Linked DNA regions of Mus musculus: region 1 is linked to region 2. The links are chromatin contacts, called in public HiChIP or PLAC-seq maps. All regions are on one chromosome and are shown on one strand. Each heading gives the region's core, a stretch centred on a gene start, on an enhancer-like site or on the middle of the called end of the contact. The rest is flanking DNA. Distances are from core to core; before and after follow the strand shown.

Region 1 (4,331 bases), core at 1,285-3,784, 79 kb before region 2:
TAGCTTCATTAGGTAAATTGTTCTGTAAGATGGAAAAAGTCATTATACACTAAAATATACTTATTTCTGTGCTTGATGCTGTGAGTTGTCTATCTCTGTTATTCCCTTCCCTCGGTGTAAAATTGTCAGGGCTGATCTGCTAGTGTCGTTATGATGTCATCACGCCAAGGTTCTTTAAAAACATTGCTGAGATGCCATCAGATAGTTATAGTTTTCCTCTGACATTTTGTAAACTCTGTGATTAATGTGTAGAGAGTGTTTGTCATTTGATGACTAAAAATATCCACCAGAGGAATTTTCCTGGGATTGAATCACTACATACGGCAAACAATTCAAGTGGATCTAGGCTACTTGGCAGAGGAGACAGCCTGTGAGTGAAAAAGATCAGCTAATGAACTGAAGTTGCAAATCAAACAGAGGCTGCATGCCACTCTGCCTGGATCTTGGTGACTTTTTGCAAGGGACAAACATTAAAAAAATCAAGTGGATCATGCTTACGAAGGCCCCCAGAGGCTCTCGATGAAAGACGAATGTCGAGGTGTTTAGGCAAGGTGGTGGGGTGGGTTCTCCTCTTCCAAAAGATCACTCTAGCTGTCGATGGAAGGTAACTCGAAGGAAACAAATTACGTGGGTAAGACATTGTGGGCATTTGCACAAAGCAGAGGGAAAAAATAGAAGAGAAAAACACGCAGACAAACTGATGGACTATCGAGATGGACATTGGGTAGCAGGTAAGAGGGAGTCACTGGCGAATACATCTGCTTTGAGCATAGCTTTGGGGTAGTTTCAGTCACTGAATTGGTGATCATAAACAGAAAGAAGGAAGTAATCCACTGCCAGATGTGTCTACACGTGACACTGTGGAATCTGAGTCTGGAGTCAGTGAATGTGGTCTTGACAGCCTAATTGGATTGAAATCCACTCAGAAGATTAACAAAGCACACTTCTGACTGTGCTTACAAGGCTATCTCCAAAGATGACTGACATATTGAAACAGTGGGAAAAGGAGTGGACTTGTTTTGTACGTGAGCAGCCCCGCCCACCAAGATGGGGACCCAGATGGAACATAATTGAAAGAAGGAGTCTGCATGCTTCCTAACAGCCATGGGTTAAACATCTCTGCTCCACCAGGCTCCCATACCACGATGTTCTGTTTCACACAGCCCAAATCAACAAAGCCAGCCAACCGTGTAGAGAAACCTTTGAAACGGTGAGCCAAAATAAACAGTTGCTCACTTAAATTACTTTTCTCAGGAATTTTGTGACCACAATGTGGATTGAAAACCCGACTAAAGCAGGGCAAGTTAAGAGCAAGGATACAACAATTCATAAGCGTGGCAGTGAATTGCTACAGTCCATTGACGCACAAGCGATTGTTTGTATTATTGGACTCTTCACCATAGTAAAAAATACAGGAAATAAATTAACTTAAAATGAGGCTGGAGAGAGAGCCCAGTGGTTAAGAGAACTGACTGCTCTTGCAGATGATCGAGTTGGATTCCCAGCACCCTCGTGGTGGCTCACAACCACCTGTAACTCCAGTTCCAGGAGATCTGATGCCCCTTTCTGACCTTGGTGAGCATCAGACCCTACTGGATGCGACCAGCATAGTAAACCATGGTGGAGATCTATGGAAAATGAAGCTTTTCACTTTCTGGCTGCAGAAAGCAAAGAGAGAGGAGAAAGGATTCAAGATCCTACTATCCCTGTGAAGAGCACGACTCCAAGAACCTAAGTCACCCCCACTACGACTCCACCACCTCCCAATACTACTACACACTAGCATACATACCTTTAATACATGGGCTATTGTGTTCCACTCAGGTCTAAACTACAGCATTGCTCCTGTGAGAAACTAGTAGGAAGAGACTGAGAAGCCATCCAGTGGACCTGAGAAGATGCAGAATAGCATCTGAAACCCATTGTTCAAGTGCTCTGCACAGAGCCTTGGGGTGGACAGAGTGGGGTGGGCTGGGCAATTAGTGAGATGACCCACAAGGTACGGGATGGTGAAGTGTTCTGCAAATAGCGGCATCTGATTCCTCTGTTGGTTTTACACATGATGAAGCCGGTTCAGAGCAGTCCCAGGTGCTTCTCAGGACAAAGGAGGCATCGTCAGGATTTGAACTCAGGTCTCACAAGCCCAGTCGTCTGCTCCTGCTTTAGACCTCCCTGTCTGGGACAAAGGTAAGTAGAGTTGGACAAAAAAATGGCCAGGGCAAAGTTCTGTCTCTCTTTTACTTTATTTTATGTTTAGGCATTTTCAAGACAGTGTCTCACAGAGTAACTCTAGCTGTCCTGGAACTCACTCTGTAGACCAGGCTGGCCTCAAACTGACAGGGATACACCTGCCCCTGCTTTCCAAGTGCTGGGACTAAAGGTGTGAGCTACTATGGCCAGCTTCTTCTCTTTTAATTCTAAGACACAAAAAGATAAAATCTTGTATGTTTTCTGCCTTTGTAAAGGAATCACTCCCTTCCTGTCATAGCGTTCAGCTGTTCAGAGAACAAATGTTCAGGATGATGGAGTGAGGTCAAAGGACAAAGAAGGTGACAGCAGGTAGGGGAGGGGCTGACCCAGAGGTGGAAACATCACACAAGCCTCAAATATTTCTTTAAAAGCCAAGTCAAGAGAACAAGAATGCATAAATTAGTCTATGGGTCTAAATAATGGTAAAGAGAAACCACGTGGAAGACTTCAGCCTTGTCTACATTTTTTTTGGAGGCGTGTCTTCGGAAAGATGGGTGGGGCTTGCCTGAGCCACCTAAGGAGATAGGAATAAGCTCAAGGCAGCGATGTTTGTGAGGATGGTTCGAAAACAATATATTCTTTAAATTGTGAGTTCCCTGTCTCTACAGCATTTCAAGTGGGGACTGGACGATAACTTGGCAAAAGTGCTACAGTATGAACCAAAGTCATAATTCCCATAATTCCCCTGGAGCAGCTTTCCCCAGTTTGTAGTAAGACTTCCAGGGATGGGCGGTAGGTAGCCTGGTGAAGCGGGTGGTTTACATGCGCAAGAGCTGTAGGTTATGATGGGATGAGAAACAAGTCTAGTATGCTTTGGAGGGAAACAGAATATATACACCATTATCGCTGTGACCTAATTACGACCTATTATGATGTCCAATTCGTTATGAATGTGACCAACGTTGAAGAATCTTTGACATTTTCTCAAAGCTTACGTACTAAAAATAAAACTACCACGTGCTACAGAGACAAAATTTGGAGCTGTGACGAAAGGATGGACCATCTAGTGATTGCCATATGCAGGGATCCATCCCATAATCAGCTTCCAAATGCTGACACCATTGCATACACTAGCAAGATTTTGCTGAAAGGACCCAGATATAGCTCTCTCTTGTGAGACTATGCCGGGGCCTAGCAAACACAGAAGTGGATGATCACAGTCAGCTATTGGATGGGTCACACGGCCCCTTATGGAGGAGCTAGAGAAATTACCCAAGGAGCTAAAGGGAACTGCAACCCTATAGGTGGAACAACAATATGAACTAACCAGTACCCGGGAGCTCTTGTCTTTAGCTGCATATGTATCAAAAGATGGCCTAGTTGGTCATCACTGCAAAGAGAGGCCCATTGGACTTGCAAACTTTTTATGCCCCAGTACAGGGGAACACCAGGGCCAAAAAGGGGCAGTGGGTGGGTAGGGGATTGGGGGGTGGGGGTGGGTATGGGGGACCTTTGGGATAGCATTAAAAATGTAAACGAGAAAAATACCTAATTAAAAAAAATTAAAAAAAAAACTACCACGTGGTATTTTGTTTCCTTTGTTTTGATGAGACAGGCTTTGTGTGTATGCCATGCTGGCCTCAGATTCACGGCCATCCTCCTGCCTCCACTTCCTCGGTGTGCTGGTTCTTAAGGCTTTTGGGGTTTGTTTTGTAGGTAGGGTTGCAAGGAAGCTTCATGATCAAAAAAGGCAAGGAAGCTCTTTATTTCTCAAGTCTTTTCAGAGGCAGTGTGCACTTTTGGGGCCCCTGTGAGCTCCGAGGGCCACAACTGGTGTGGGGGAGGTGGGGTGGAGAGGGGAATGCACCCAGCACTAGCAGTTGGTGTGCATGTGTCCTGCCTCTTTAGCAGAAACACGGCATGGAGATTCTCTGAATTGCCACATGTAAAGTGGAGTAGCCAGCTGTGCCTCATTAAAGTACTTAGAGTCCCATCTTTTCCTAGTTTCAGGAGTTGCATGTCTGTGATTCCCAAGAACAAAAGGCATGTTTTTGTCTCTGTGTATATTTAAGCAACTATCCAGCTTTTGTCATTCCCAAATATCTAAACATCATTTCTTTTTGTTTTGTTTTGTTTTGTTT
Region 2 (4,474 bases), core at 963-3,462:
GGAACATTCTATGAAACTATGAAAAAGAGAAGAAAACACATAGACGGGTCAGTCCTCCAGAAGGCCAGTGCTCGTAGCTTACCTGGAAGGAAGGCCTGCTGCCTAGCTCATAGGATGTCTTCCACATGACTTTAGGAATTGCTGAAATAATTATGGCTTTAAGAAATATCAAATGAGCCAGGCAGTGGTGGCACACGCCTTTAATCCCAGCACTCGGGGAGGCAGAGGTAGGTGGATTTCTGAGTTCGAGGCCAGCCTGGTCTACAGAGTGAGTTCCAGGACAGCCAGGGCTACACAGAGAAACCCTGTCTTGAAAAAACCAAACCAAACCAAACCAAAACAAACAAAAAAAAAAAACCCAACAACAACAAAAAACAGAAAGAAAGAAAGAAAGAAAGAAAGAAAGAAAGAAAGAAAGGAAGAAAGAAAGGGAGAAAGGAAGAAAGGAAGAAAGAAAGGGAGAAAGGAAGAAAGGAAGAAAGGAAGGAAGGAAGAAAGGAAGGAAGAAAGATCAAGTGAGAGGCTTGCAACACAGCTCAGCAAGTACACTCTTGCTGCCATGCCTAGAGCCCACATGATGGGAAGAGAAAATAAACTCCCGACAGTTGTCCTCTGACCAACAAATGTGCACAGGGCCGTATGCATGCTTGCCCCCGTACACACAAATAAGTAAATTAAATGTAAATAAATGTTTATTTAAAGGTATATCAGATAATGGAGAGGAGAAGGTGATTGGGGGGAACAGCCAAAAACATGGATACAGAAGAAGGCATTCATTTTAACAGGGTTGCGGAAGATGCATAATTCCGTTCCTATTTTTCTGCCTCTTTAAATAGAAATTTTTAGCAATAGAGAAAATCAGGGAGAGAAATATGAAAAGTGAGCCCTCAGAAACCGTAACATGTTCCCTTTTTCCTTTATTCCTCTGATATTATTTTGTGTTATCTCTCTGTTACTATAACAAAATGATCAAGAGAACCAACTTATAGAGAGAAAAGGTTTATGTGGGCTCAGTCTTTGGAGTTCCAGTTTGTGATGATGAATTGGCCCCATTGCTCTGGGCCTGGGGTAGGCAACGCATCAAAGCAGAAAGTGCATGCTCACTTAGTTAGAAAAAGACAAAGGGGGCGGAGCTCCAACCTATAGCATATTTTATAGAAAAATCCCCGTGATTTCGTGATCCCATCCACAAATATTTCAGAATATATTTATAAAAGTTGGATTCATTTGCATTTTTGACAGAAATTTTCATCTGAGGAGAGACATAACGTATACTTGTGTAAAGCTTTAAAAAGAAAGAGAAGGTAGGGGAAAGGTGGGAAATCCAAAGTTTTAAAAAGAAAGAACGGTCCATCTGAAACAGAATCGAAGGAAAAGGCAAAAGAAGGGAGGCCTTATGGAGGCTGTGACTGGGAGCTTTGGGCTTGTGGCTCCATGTGCCTGCTTGTTTGACTGGAGGACAAAGGCTCCTGATGTCCGCTGAGCCCCTAGAAGTTGCCCTTCTCAGACTTTGGGAAACCGGGGAGGGTCTCTGATTTCACTCCCTCCCAAAGCGGGAGGCCGGCGGCTGCTGCAGCATCCTTTATTAGATTCCCCTTTTATGCAGCGTCTGACCAGAGCTGACTTTCACTGCTGTGACCACTCAGCTTCCACTACCACCATCCCTGCGCCGCGGCCAACTGCCCAGCCATGAGTAAGATGAATGATCTCCTGCCCAGTAGAGCAAAGCTGGTGGACCCAGTCACGTGGGGCGAGCCCTACAGTCACCGAGGCGGGCGTGGCTGCGGCTTCAGGCTTTCTTCTGATTTCACTGAGTATCTCTCGGTTTCCTCGTCTGTACGTGAGAAATAATAAACTGAGCCCAAACAGAGCTGTGGTGAGGCGCCGTGAGGTCAAGTGCAGAAAGTGCTCTGTAAGCAGAAACCGTTTACAAATGAAAGGTCTTCTTTTCTCCCTGGGATTCCGTTCTGCCTCCCTCAGCATTTGCCCTGAGAAGCGTGTAGGGGCACAGTGGCGACTCTTGGATCTGTGTTTGCGTGCCCCGTCACGGCTTCTTCTAGCTTAGTGTCTACCTTGGAGATTCTGTGTAAAACTACGATTTGTCAAAAAGCCAAAGCGACTCTTGTCTCTAGAACCGAGTTCTGCACGTGGTTCCTTGGCTGCCGGGATAACTAGACAGATGCATGTTGACCAGGGTGCACATATCCCTCTGATGATGTCATGGAGGAAGTGGCCTGACTCATCCACACATCACCCTGCTTAAGAGGCCTGAGGGATAAGATAAATCCGTCAAGATGAGCCTCACCAAGGCTCGGCTGTCCACCTGGGAGGTCGCCATGGTGTCCTGGTGCCTGAGTCATGAGTAGCTTGAACTTTCTCATTACTCCACAGCCCGACACCCACAGAACACTGCTCCCTGTTCAGTACCCTTAGGCTACCCTGGAGAGGGCAATGAGGCACGCAAGACAGCACTTGGCTGTGAGTAAGCTTGCTCTGGAGGACGCTCATCTAATTGAGTGTACTAGGAGGACATCAGCTCGTGGTATTACTATTACACAACAGGAGCAGAAGTGGAGGAAGGGATGACGTCACCATTATTATTGTTATCCACTTATCAGATGATTATTAATTATACCTCAGTGAAAGGCTTGCACTCTTTCTTTATGAGCATGAGCTCATCGGCCTGTAAAATGCCCAGAGGAGGTCAGGAACCAGCAGACAGCAATTTGCTCATGAGCAAGCTGACTTGAGGCTCAGGAAGGCCGCCATCTTTCTTTCTTTGTCTGGCCACTGGCTACTGCTCTTTTTAGGTCAGAAGGCAATACACACCGTGTATAGTGGACAGATAAGACTCCCACCTTGCTACTAGCTGGAGTTCACACCTCTTCCTTGGGTTCATGGAGAGAGAGAGAGAGAGCGAGGGAGAGAGAGAGAGAAGGAAGAAAGAAAAAAAGGAAGAAAGAGAAGAGAAACAGTTTATTACCAGGCCCTGTGATGTAGCCAGCTCACCCTGCAGATCGATACACCCAGGAAGGGAATTTCATAGGAGTCCAAGGAGCAGCAGTGAGTAGATGAATTTTATCTCCCTAATTTATTTTTTATTACATCTGTGTGTGTTCGAGGTGTATGTGCGTTGTACACGTCCATGTGTGTGCTCCTGTGCATACATGCGTGCAGCGGTCAGAGTTCAGAGTTGGTATTCGTTCCTAGCCACTTTGTTTTCTGAGACAGGCTCTCTCACCAGAGCTCACCAATTCAACTGAGCCGGCCCGCCTAGCAGCAAGCCCCGGGGCTCTCGACAGGTCTCCCTCTCCAGGCTGCTCTGATGACAGGCGCACGCCCGCTGCCACACTGGCACGCTGGCCTTTTGCCTGGATGCTCATCTGCTGAGGACCAGCCCAGGTCCCCATGCAGGGTTTCATGGCAAGGGTTGCACCAACTGAGTCATCTCCCCAAACCCGGGATGTGGCTTTTAATGGTGTCTCAGGCAGTTGATAGTTGGTGTTTCTGACTGGCGGGAGACTGTGGAGAGAGGTTTGGGAAAATACAACATTATTTTGTTGCCAAGGTCAGAGAGCAAGACCAGAGTTTAGCACGGGCTGAAACAGGAAGGGAGAACAAGGTGACCAAAGGCTTGGCTGCTGCCGGGGTGTGGGGTGTCACAAATTGTCAGACCACCATGGAGGACAGATGGGAAGTAAGAGATGATGGGTTGGTGACAGATAGCACCACCCCCAAACTGAGGCTGCATAGGTTTGTATACCTACTGCCTTGTGTTTGTTTAAACCTAAATACAAGAACCCAGGTATGTATACCTACTGCCTTGTGTTTGTTTAAACCTAAATACAAGAACGCAGGTATGTATACCTACTGCCTTGTGTTTGAACCTAAATACAAGAACCCTGTATATAAAGATCTTCCTGTTGGGACCCTGAAGATGGACTCGGTGGGAGAGGGCACTGGACTCTGTGCTCATCTTCCTGATGTGGCCACATTGGATTCGTCTCTCTTTGGTGAGTTTTCACCATTGCTTGTCTTTTTAATTAGTCTTTTGAGCACAGTGTCCAGGACTGGCTTGTTAGGACTGCCAGGCCCGGGGCTCAGACTCTAAAAGCTCAATGGTGAACAAGATGGACCATCCCATAGTGGCAGACCAGCCTATGAGGTTAATAAAAGACTGACGGAACCGGGCGTGGTGGTACACACCTTTAATCCCAGCACTCAGGAGGCAGAAGCAGGAAGATCTCTGAGTTCCAGGACAGCCATGGCTACACAGAGAAACCCTGTCTCGTAAAACAAAAAACAGCGAAAACAAAAACAAAACAAAACAAAAAAACTGACGGGGATGGAAAAGAAGAAAAGCAGAAACCTGAGTCAGGCAGTAAGTGTCTTATCTCAAGAGAAATCAGAGTTCCTTAGCCGAAAGGGCTGCTGGATAAAAGGCTCCAGAGAGGTGTAGACAGGAAAGGCCCCA

What was found. HiChIP or PLAC-seq counts read pairs in DNA pulled down with a chosen protein or histone mark.
Region 1: a contact with region 2 is called in an H3K27ac HiChIP or PLAC-seq map of trophoblast stem cells, with 2.5 times the contacts expected there. The contact joins two enhancer-like sites. A contact is called at or near these places in 6 of 484 Hi-C or Micro-C datasets (the HPC-7 cell line, embryonic fibroblasts, embryonic stem cells and 2 more) and 5 of 115 datasets of contacts at active chromatin or transcription factors (embryonic stem cells, extraembryonic endoderm stem cells and trophoblast stem cells).

Annotation. Positions count from the first base shown.
Region 1 is chr14:76,356,159-76,360,489 of GRCm38.p6, reverse strand. No RefSeq gene overlaps it. Among named protein-coding and RNA genes, the nearest start is that of Gm41215, 16 kb to the left of the region's middle. Within about 2 kb of position 2,534, at least 6 of the 459 cell types and tissues checked have an H3K27ac peak or open chromatin away from gene starts, as enhancers often do. A contact at or near this core is called in trophoblast stem cells, where this site is marked.
Region 2 is chr14:76,277,004-76,281,477 of GRCm38.p6, reverse strand. No RefSeq gene overlaps it. Among named protein-coding and RNA genes, the nearest start is that of 2900040C04Rik, 28 kb to the right of the region's middle. Within about 2 kb of position 2,212, at least 36 of the 459 cell types and tissues checked have an H3K27ac peak or open chromatin away from gene starts, as enhancers often do. A contact at or near this core is called in trophoblast stem cells, where this site is marked.